Linked DNA regions of Mus musculus: regions 1 and 2 are each linked to region 3. A link is a contact called in public Hi-C data. All regions are on one chromosome and are shown on one strand. The core of a region is the stretch at or near the end of the contact, and the rest is flanking DNA. Distances in the headings are between cores, read along the strand shown.

Region 1 (2,700 bases), core at 33-2,532, 610 kb after region 3:
ATTATTGCAGTGGACATACTGTACTTTTTAAATAAGAGGAATCTCAAGATGTGCAAATTATAGCCAGAATACAATGTGTATTGCAGTAAACATTATTCTCGCTGGAGAGAACTGATAACTAGAACAATATTTGCTTATGTATTTTGAGAAAGGGTATCTATATTCAGAAAAATCATGAGGAACAGATTTCCATACAGAAGGTGAGTATACACAAAAGCAAGTGTGCTCTTTAAAACCACAAGACAAGTCCACCATGAATGAACCTCTTCCCATGGCTCAAGTCAACTAGCTTTAAGTTGGTCATAAATGGGAGGAGAGACCCTTGGTCCTGCAAAGGTTCCATGCCCCAGTATAGGGGAATGCCAGGTTCAGGAAGCAGGAGAGCATGGGTTGATGAGCAGGGAGAGGGGGGAGGGATAGGGGATTTTCAGAGGGGAAACTAGGAAAGAGGACATTTGAAATGTAAATAAAGAAAATAACTAATAAAAAAAAACCAATCTATACACCCAACCTTCTGTACACAGAAACTTTGAGAAAGAAGTGTGATGTTACCTGATAATCTCTTATTTAAAAATTTCCTGTTATTAGAACTGTCTTCAGATTTCTTTTCCAGAGTAGGCATTGCAGGAAGCCCTTTGCCGTTCAGAATCTGTCCGGGTGAAGGCAAGGTTGGCTTTGGTATTGAGGGACAGTTAAGGCCAGGCTTGACTGCAGAGCTCATAGTAGCAGGACAGGCTGGCCCCACTGTGGATTTCAGTAGTGTGCCATCCATCTTCGGATGCATCTTTTCTACCTTCACAGAGGGCGTCATGCTGTTGCAGGAAAGTGGGAATGCATTAAATGAGAGCCCTGTTACTCCAGAGGGATGGGAGAAGAGCCTCGATCTACCTGAGTATGCACAGGCTCTGGGAAGGCCTTTGACATTTTGTTTGAACCACTAAGAAAAGCTAGCAGAGTTAACAGCGAGCCAAGTTTGTACAAAAAACCCAGTGTATAAACCTGACCTCTTTTATCCTGTTTGAAACTTAGACCTCACAGTCAATGCAGTTTCTACAAGGAGCAAAGCATGAAGAGATCTAGAGGGACCAAGATGATGCCACAGAATTCCAGAAGAATCCCTCACAAGAGCCATCATGTTAATGAAAGAAATTATTAAACAAGGAGAGTATGAGTCACGGAAGCCCTCTGAGAACTTAAATGCAGACACCTAACACCGCACTGAATGTCCCCTGAAGCCACTCTGCTGCTGCCAACAAGTAAGCCTTGAATCAGTACATCCTGTGTCACCATTTAGGCACTCCAATCCCTCAACACAGGCTTCTATGACACCAGCATAGGACAGAGGCAACCGGCAACCAGTTGATAAGCAGGAAGACCCATGCCACTAACAAAGCAACTTCTCTTATTATCTTACCGACACTGTTATATTGCCTAGTAAAAGTGATGTCAGCAAAACCCTAAGGCTTCACTCGACAGTGGATCCTTGGATAAGTGCTTGCAAACTCTAGTGCAGTCTGTACTCTAATAGCTGTTAAACTGCCAAGTGACTTCAACATTGCCCTGCTGTTTCTGTGGTTTTCAGACAGCTAAGCCAGATAGTGAAAGCCAGGTTTCCTGTGCTCGTTCTCAATGAGCAGGGGCTGGGGGCTCAGCAACCAGAACAGAGTGCGCTGAAGAGCTATTCCTGGAACAGCCTTACAACAGCCCAGTCACTGCAAACTCCTCTCACCTCACCCAGTTAGCAAAGTCCTTGTGCAGTAGCAGGTACCCGACTGCTTTCTGAGATAACCAAGGTTATGAGACATTGGGGATAAAATGGACGGCATATTCTCCCCCAAAAAGGGAAGCAGGCCAAGGAAACACTACTTGCCATCAGGTTGCGAGATATCATGACAAAGCAAGATAAACTTCAACCACAGTATACTGCTCTTCTTCCACGTGACCTCAAAAAAGCTCCTAGCTCCAGACCCACTTCAGTAGCTAGTCAAAGAAACCACGGAAATGAGACTCCTTCTAGTCTTTCCCCCTCACTGCTGTGACTTAGAAACCCTGATGCCTTAGACCCCTGCCTCACTTCCACCAGGAAGACAATAGAAGTCGGATTCAAACCCAGACCTCTCCGACTTAAAGACCTCATAAAGCACCTGCGCACAGGCTTCCTTTCCCCATGGTTTGAAAAAGGGGACAACAATGCAGACTCACAGGGATGCTGTGGCCAATTCATGGCATCACAGACAGATATAGCTCAGTTTCAATAACTCACACAGGAAAGGATCAATAAATATTACTAGCCTTATTAACAGTGATAACTTAAGTAGCTTCCAACCTGAGGTAGGGAAAGGAAAAGCACTACCAGTGTTCTTGAACTCCTCAAGTGAACTCTCTAAAGACTCAGGCATTCTTGGATGCTCTCACACAGGACTGACTCATCCTGACAACTAAGGGAAGCCTACAAACCCACATGGCCATACTTACACTCGTCCGTGGGGGACTTTAATCTGTTGCACGGGATGCATGGGTTTCATGTTTCCCCTGAGCGGAAGTTTCTCTTTGGGCAATCTGAGTAACTTGGAGCTTGAGGATGCGCAAAGGACCCCTCCACTGGGAGGCCGGCTGCTTCCACCAGCACCACTGCCTTTGCTTTTGGACAGAGAAGGTAAGAGGGAAAATACTGAAGTGTGAGGAACAGCCAAGGCAGGC
Region 2 (2,700 bases), core at 166-2,665, 640 kb after region 3:
GTGTGTGTGCTCAGGAGTAAAACAGTGTGGTCACGTGGTAGTTCTTTTCCTTTCCTTTTTTTGAGACATCTCCACACGGACTTTCCCCACGGCTGTCTGCACACTCACCAACCGTGTGTGAGGATCCCTTTCTCTCCAAACACGCTTCACCAACTGTTGAGATTGACTGGTGATAGCCACTCTGACTGGGGAGAGGGAATGCTATCTCAAAGTAGTTTTAATTTCCATCTCACTATATCTAAAAAATGAACAATTTAAGAACAGCCATTATCCACTTGTGTTTTTAGTGTGTGTGTGTGTGTGTGTGTGTGTGTGTGTGTGTGTGCCTTTCTAATGTCCCCTTCTGTATATGGTGACAGTGCTAGTAAGAAAAAAAGATCCTGAAAGCAGGCAATCTATGACTGCTCTGGGACTGAGGGCCCTGTGCCTGGCTAGGGAAGATCCCTGTAGTCTGCTTACTGCCTACTTTATTTTGAGACAGTCTTGCTAATAATGAGGCTAGCCCTAAAACTTCTGACCTCCTACTTCAGCCTTCAGGGCAGCTGGGATGCAGACATGTTCATACCTAAGAGAAATAACTTTGAGCTTGTGCTTTTACTATGTGAGAGAAAGCAGGCGGGATAGTGAAGACTGAGGAGAACATAATTTTTTACACTGACAAGCTGTACATAAACACAAAAATTAAGACTAAAGTTCATACTAAAGCTTAAAACACTCAATGCTCTCAGTGCTCTGTAGAAAATTCTGTTTCGGCCAGTCCTAGCTTTGCTCTTCTTGAAAAGCATTACTATTGCTTAAATTATTTCCCAACAGTGCTCAGAAAGCTTTTTGTATACTTTTTGGTTTTGATTGTCACATATCTTTTCTTATGGAAATCATTAGGGCACCTTACTAAAAAGATGAAAATTACTTACTAAAAGATGATTTTAATGAAAGTAAATAACATCCTTCCAGACCAAAAATTCTGTAAGTGCCATAGTTACAAGGACACACATTACCATAGTTACAAGGACACACACATTGCCATTCCACTGTGGCTAAGAGTCACGGAGCCGTCCCCCTCTCCTGGGAACCAGCACTCAGAGCAGCCAGAGGGACCGGTCTAACAGTTCCAACTCAAGGGAAAGGATCTGGATTCACCTAGCATCATGCCTCCTCCTACAGGAAGAGTGTAAATTAAACAGTGCATGCACTGCAATACCAAGTACACAGCCAGGAACTCAGGAAGTCTGCTCTATCACCGATTACAATCCAGGTGTCAGGCAGCTTCTGAAGAAACCAAAGAGTAAGAGTACCATGTAAGTCAGTACTACATAAACTAGTCTGTCCTTCACAGACCCCGGGATTTCCTGAACAGCACAAGTGTCAGTCATCCCGTGCTCTGAGAACAAACAAGCCCTTGGCAGTTATGAAATTCTATGCTCCCATCGCTGGCTGCAGGCAGTTCCTCATCGTACAACAACACAGGCCTCCACTAACTCCACTGTCTCAGCAGGCCAGGCAGGTTATAATTGGCCTTAATTGGCACTTAAAGCAGCTTTAACATTCCTTAGCTGCTGCCAAGGAACACTTGAAAGGGGAAGAAAGTATTTTCAAACTTGGAAATACCAAGCAATTCATTCAGCTGAGGGCCTCAAAGACTAGAGTTAGAATCAGGTTAGCTTCACCAAAAAACAGAGCTATGCTATTATGCAATGCTCATTAGGAGAGGTGGGAAACGAAGTTTATATGAGATAATTCACCTTAGGGGCTAATCCTACACAGTAGCTTTACTCTGCCTTACCTCTTCTGATCTAGCAAGAGATGGCTTTTCAGGGCCAAATCACACACTTCATGAATGTAAGGCAGACAATACATTATCCCCCATGGTCTGATTTACAAAGGTGTGTGAACCACTGTCTGATCCCTAAGCTTCGTTATCAATTGATGGACAAACATGAACAGTATTAAGAGATAATGAATTACACCAAATGAAAAGAGGATGCTGAGACCAGAAAAATGATGACGTATTTCCTTGGCCTTGCAATTAATCTTGCTGAACGCTCACTCCATGTTACACACTGCAGGAACGAATCCCAGATTGAACAATTCCACTTTCCCACCCAAGGTAAAAGCCATACAGAATGTTTACAGAAATTCCCTACAATACTAAAAATTACTTTGACTTGTTAGAGTATTTTAAAGTCACTCATTTTGAAATAATTCTTTGCCTCGTGTGTGTGCCTGCGTGCACGTGTGTATAAGAAACAATGTGAGAGACTTTAGAAAAGTACATAGAAATTCAGAAAATAAATCCATCACCCCCCCCATAGGATTAATATTTGGTATGGCTAGTAACAACAGACACAACGAACCTCCATCCTTTTGTAAATCCATCTAGTAGCAGCTAGCATCAATGCAATGACTACTAATTCTGACCCAGAATCCTTTCTTGAGACTCTCACACAAGGCACTATCACTACACTTACACATATGCCCAAGAGTGGCTTTGTTCAAAGGGTCAAAGACAAAAAAATAATCCGGAAGCCCATGTCAGGCCGTGGAAGCTGCAGCATGGCCATTCTTTAAAAGTAGTGGGGACTGTTAAAAACCTGAGAACAAGCACCAGTACTGCTAAGTAGACAGCAGCAATGTGCAGAACACGAGCACTTTGTCACTCTGTTACTAAAGTACCTACTAACAAGACTCCTAGTTCTGCAT
Region 3 (2,700 bases), core at 71-2,570:
AAGGTTAAGAACAAGCAACAGTGTATTTGACAGATAGTCTTGGAGAAGGTCCTGAAGGTTCATTCAAAGGCCATAAAAAGAATCCTAAGGAGTTTCCAGTACTTCATCACTGTGACCCATCAAACCCATAACCACTACAGAACTTCACAGTCTTAAGACCGAAGTTTTCCTTTATATTTAAAGAGTTTATATTTGAATACTGTGAAGTAATGAATGATCACCGCCCACGGCCTCCACAATAACTTTTAAAGTAACGAGAGGAGGGAGCCTTAAGGAAAATTCTACCAAAAAAAAAAAAAAAAAAAAAAAAAAACCGGCAAAATGTCCTTTTCCTTGTTTTGAAAAGACTGGAAAATTCATCCCTGCAACCTTCCCTCCCATTTCACTGGTCAGAGTAAAAATTGGAAGTAGGAAAATTAGTACCACCACATCCTTTGAGTCAGAGACTCTGAAAGGAGAAAGCAGTTTCTTCTGTAGGGCACATACACGTTCCTGTTTCTAGAGAACGGGCCACTTGTGTGCCCCCCGCCCCCTCCCCCGTTTAAATGAGAGCCCAGTTTCTGCGCGTCCCAAGTCCGCCCTTACTCAGGCTGCTTGCACTGGGAAAGCGGGATCGGCTGGACTGGGGACGCGCGGCGCAGAGCACTGGGGTCTCTCTCGGTCCATTCTCTTTCTATGGAGCCCGGAGGAGGACACTGCACTCACGGTGCTTCTCCTGGGCCTGCGACCCAACACGCCACAGAGCGCCGGCCCCGACGGCCGGTCCCGACTCCGGCCACAGGCTGAAGGCGGCGGCGGCGGCAGGAACAGCAGCCTGGGCTGAAGGACGGCAGCGTCCACGCGGCGGGAGAACACGGCTCCCGGAGCCGCGCGTCTGAGAGCCGGGCACTGCGGCGGCGGACACGCGTCCTCGGGAGAGGCGTCCCCGAGGGCTCGAAGCCGGCCGTCCCCTGCGACCCCCGCCACACAAAGGCGACGGCGGCGCGCGGCCGCCAGCATAGGCCGCCGGCAGCCCCGCCGCGACGCCGCCTTTGTCTGCGGGCCTCGGCCTCCCCGCTCCTTACCCGCGTGAGTAGCGGTCTCATCTGCTCGCCGGCCCCGTCTGCCTCCATGGCCCGCCCCGGAGCTCTGAGAGGCCGCGACCGCAGCAGAGACGGGCACGCGGAGGGAGACCCTGTGCGGAGCGCTGGCCGCCGAGAGCTGGCCCCGGAGTGCGGCGACCGCTGCGAGCGCGGGACGTTCTCCGGGAGAGAGAGGCAACGGCGTGCCGCGAGGACTGAGACGGGCAGAGGACGCGGCGCGGAGGAGGCAGCGGCGCCCGGGCGGGGGCGGGGCGGGGGGCGGGGCTGGGGGGCGGGGGCGGGGGCGGGGGCGGGGCGCGCTCCGGCACGCCCCCCCCGGAGCACGCCCCCTGCCTGTTAGGCACCAGGTCCGGCGTCGAGCGACCGCCTCCAGTGGCTAAGGGGCTTGGAGGTAGGGCGGAGACAAAAGAAGACAGACATTCGTATCAGCCAATCAGCAGCTCGGAAGGGTCTGTCGCCTCCCCCGCCCCCCAGGTCAGTTTCCCGGAGGCCCCGCCCCTCTTTGTAAAGACTTAATTGACCGAGGCTGAGAGTGGAACTCGGTTTTTCGAATCGGAAGTTCTACAGACTTTCGAAGTGGAATGGGGTCATCACCCCATTCAGCTCCTCACCACGTGTTTTACAAGCAGGAGAGAAACAGGACGACGCCAGATTCATTCTCTGCCTCTGCAAGTTTCTCTCCTAGAGGTAACTCTATCGTGGACCCTGTAAAAGAGGGGATACATTTAGCAACTTGCCTAGTGCACTCCCTGCACTGGCCTAGTTCCACAACCTGTCCCACTCTTGGGTCGACCCTATAGGTAGGGTGCTTGTCTACTATCTACCTGGGTGTGGAGGTGATGGTCTCCATCACAAATGGACATTGAAGGATTAAATACATTTCTGTCCCTCTGTGAAGGTGTGTCACTTGTGGTGTGCTTATCACTATTGTTAACAGGTTGTTGATAAAGACAATAAAAGAGCCGGGCAGTGGTGCCGCACGCCTTTAATCCCAGCACTTGGGAGGCAGAGGCAGGAGGATTTCTGAGTTCTAGGCTAGCCTGGTCTACAGAGTGAGTTCCAGAACAGCCAGGGCTACACAGAGAAACCCTGTCTCAAGAAAAAAAAAAAAAAAAAGACAATAAAAGGTTGAGCTGAGAAAATCTAAATTCGATTATGAAAGGAAATACTTATCATCAGGTCAAGACTCATCCCTAACCCATTATCAATAAATAGCAAAGTGTACTGGGTACTGCTTTGGGTCCCAGACCCCTCCTGGCTTTGTTCTAAATTTCCCAGAGAGGTACAGGGCAGGCTCACACACGACTGTCCAAGAACAGGTGTGCTTCCATTAATAACAGCTACCATTTGAAAAGATCTAGAATTACAGACAGTGACATTTTGCAAATATGGCCCCTCTTTAATCCACACAATACTATAAAGTATATTTGTGTGTGATTTGACTGTGTCCCCTAAAAAACTGTATTGGAAACTTAATCCCCAATGCAATGGTGTTGGGTATTTAGGACACAAGGCCTTTAGGAGTTCATGAGCACATTATAAACCATGGGTCTGGAACTGCAAAGGTGTCCCTTGCTCTCTCACAAATGTCCATCAGACCTTCTGCTCTCAGATTCGG

Evidence for each region. A called contact is a pair of places that touch in the nucleus more often than the background predicts.
Region 1: a contact with region 3 is called in a Hi-C map of LSK cells, with 5 times the contacts expected there. The contact joins the enhancer-like site here to the promoter of Slc4a7 in region 3. A contact is called at or near these places in 3 of 39 promoter capture datasets (cranial neural crest, neutrophils and pre-B cells), 1 of 484 Hi-C or Micro-C datasets (LSK cells) and 1 of 9 other capture datasets (liver).
Region 2: a Hi-C map of CD4 T cells shows a contact between it and region 3, with 2.3 times the contacts expected there. The contact joins the enhancer-like site here to the promoter of Slc4a7 in region 3. A contact is called at or near these places in 2 of 39 promoter capture datasets (cranial neural crest and pre-B cells), 2 of 484 Hi-C or Micro-C datasets (CD4 T cells and rod photoreceptor), 1 of 115 datasets of contacts at active chromatin or transcription factors (memory CD8 T cells) and 1 of 9 other capture datasets (liver).

The regions. Positions count from the first base shown.
Region 1 is chr14:14,087,308-14,090,007 of GRCm38.p6, reverse strand. Atxn7 (ataxin 7) reads right to left here. Exons shown (of 12, transcript NM_139227.4): 5 at 2,476-2,700; 6 at 553-812. Among named protein-coding and RNA genes, the nearest start is that of Psmd6, 32 kb to the left of the region's middle. Within about 2 kb of position 1,282, at least 92 of the 459 cell types and tissues checked have an H3K27ac peak or open chromatin away from gene starts, as enhancers often do. A contact at or near this core is called in LSK cells and neutrophils, where this site is marked.
Region 2 is chr14:14,063,701-14,066,400 of GRCm38.p6, reverse strand. The region is part of intron 4 of Atxn7 (ataxin 7); the gene reads right to left. It also overlaps the pseudogene Gm31222. Among named protein-coding and RNA genes, the nearest start is that of Atxn7, 53 kb to the right of the region's middle. Within about 2 kb of position 1,415, at least 81 of the 459 cell types and tissues checked have an H3K27ac peak or open chromatin away from gene starts, as enhancers often do. A contact at or near this core is called in rod photoreceptor, where this site is marked.
Region 3 is chr14:14,701,645-14,704,344 of GRCm38.p6, reverse strand. It overlaps Slc4a7 (solute carrier family 4, sodium bicarbonate cotransporter, member 7), which reads right to left and starts at 1,320. Exons shown (of 26, transcript NM_001360504.1): 1 at 1,065-1,320. The coding sequence starts at 1,112.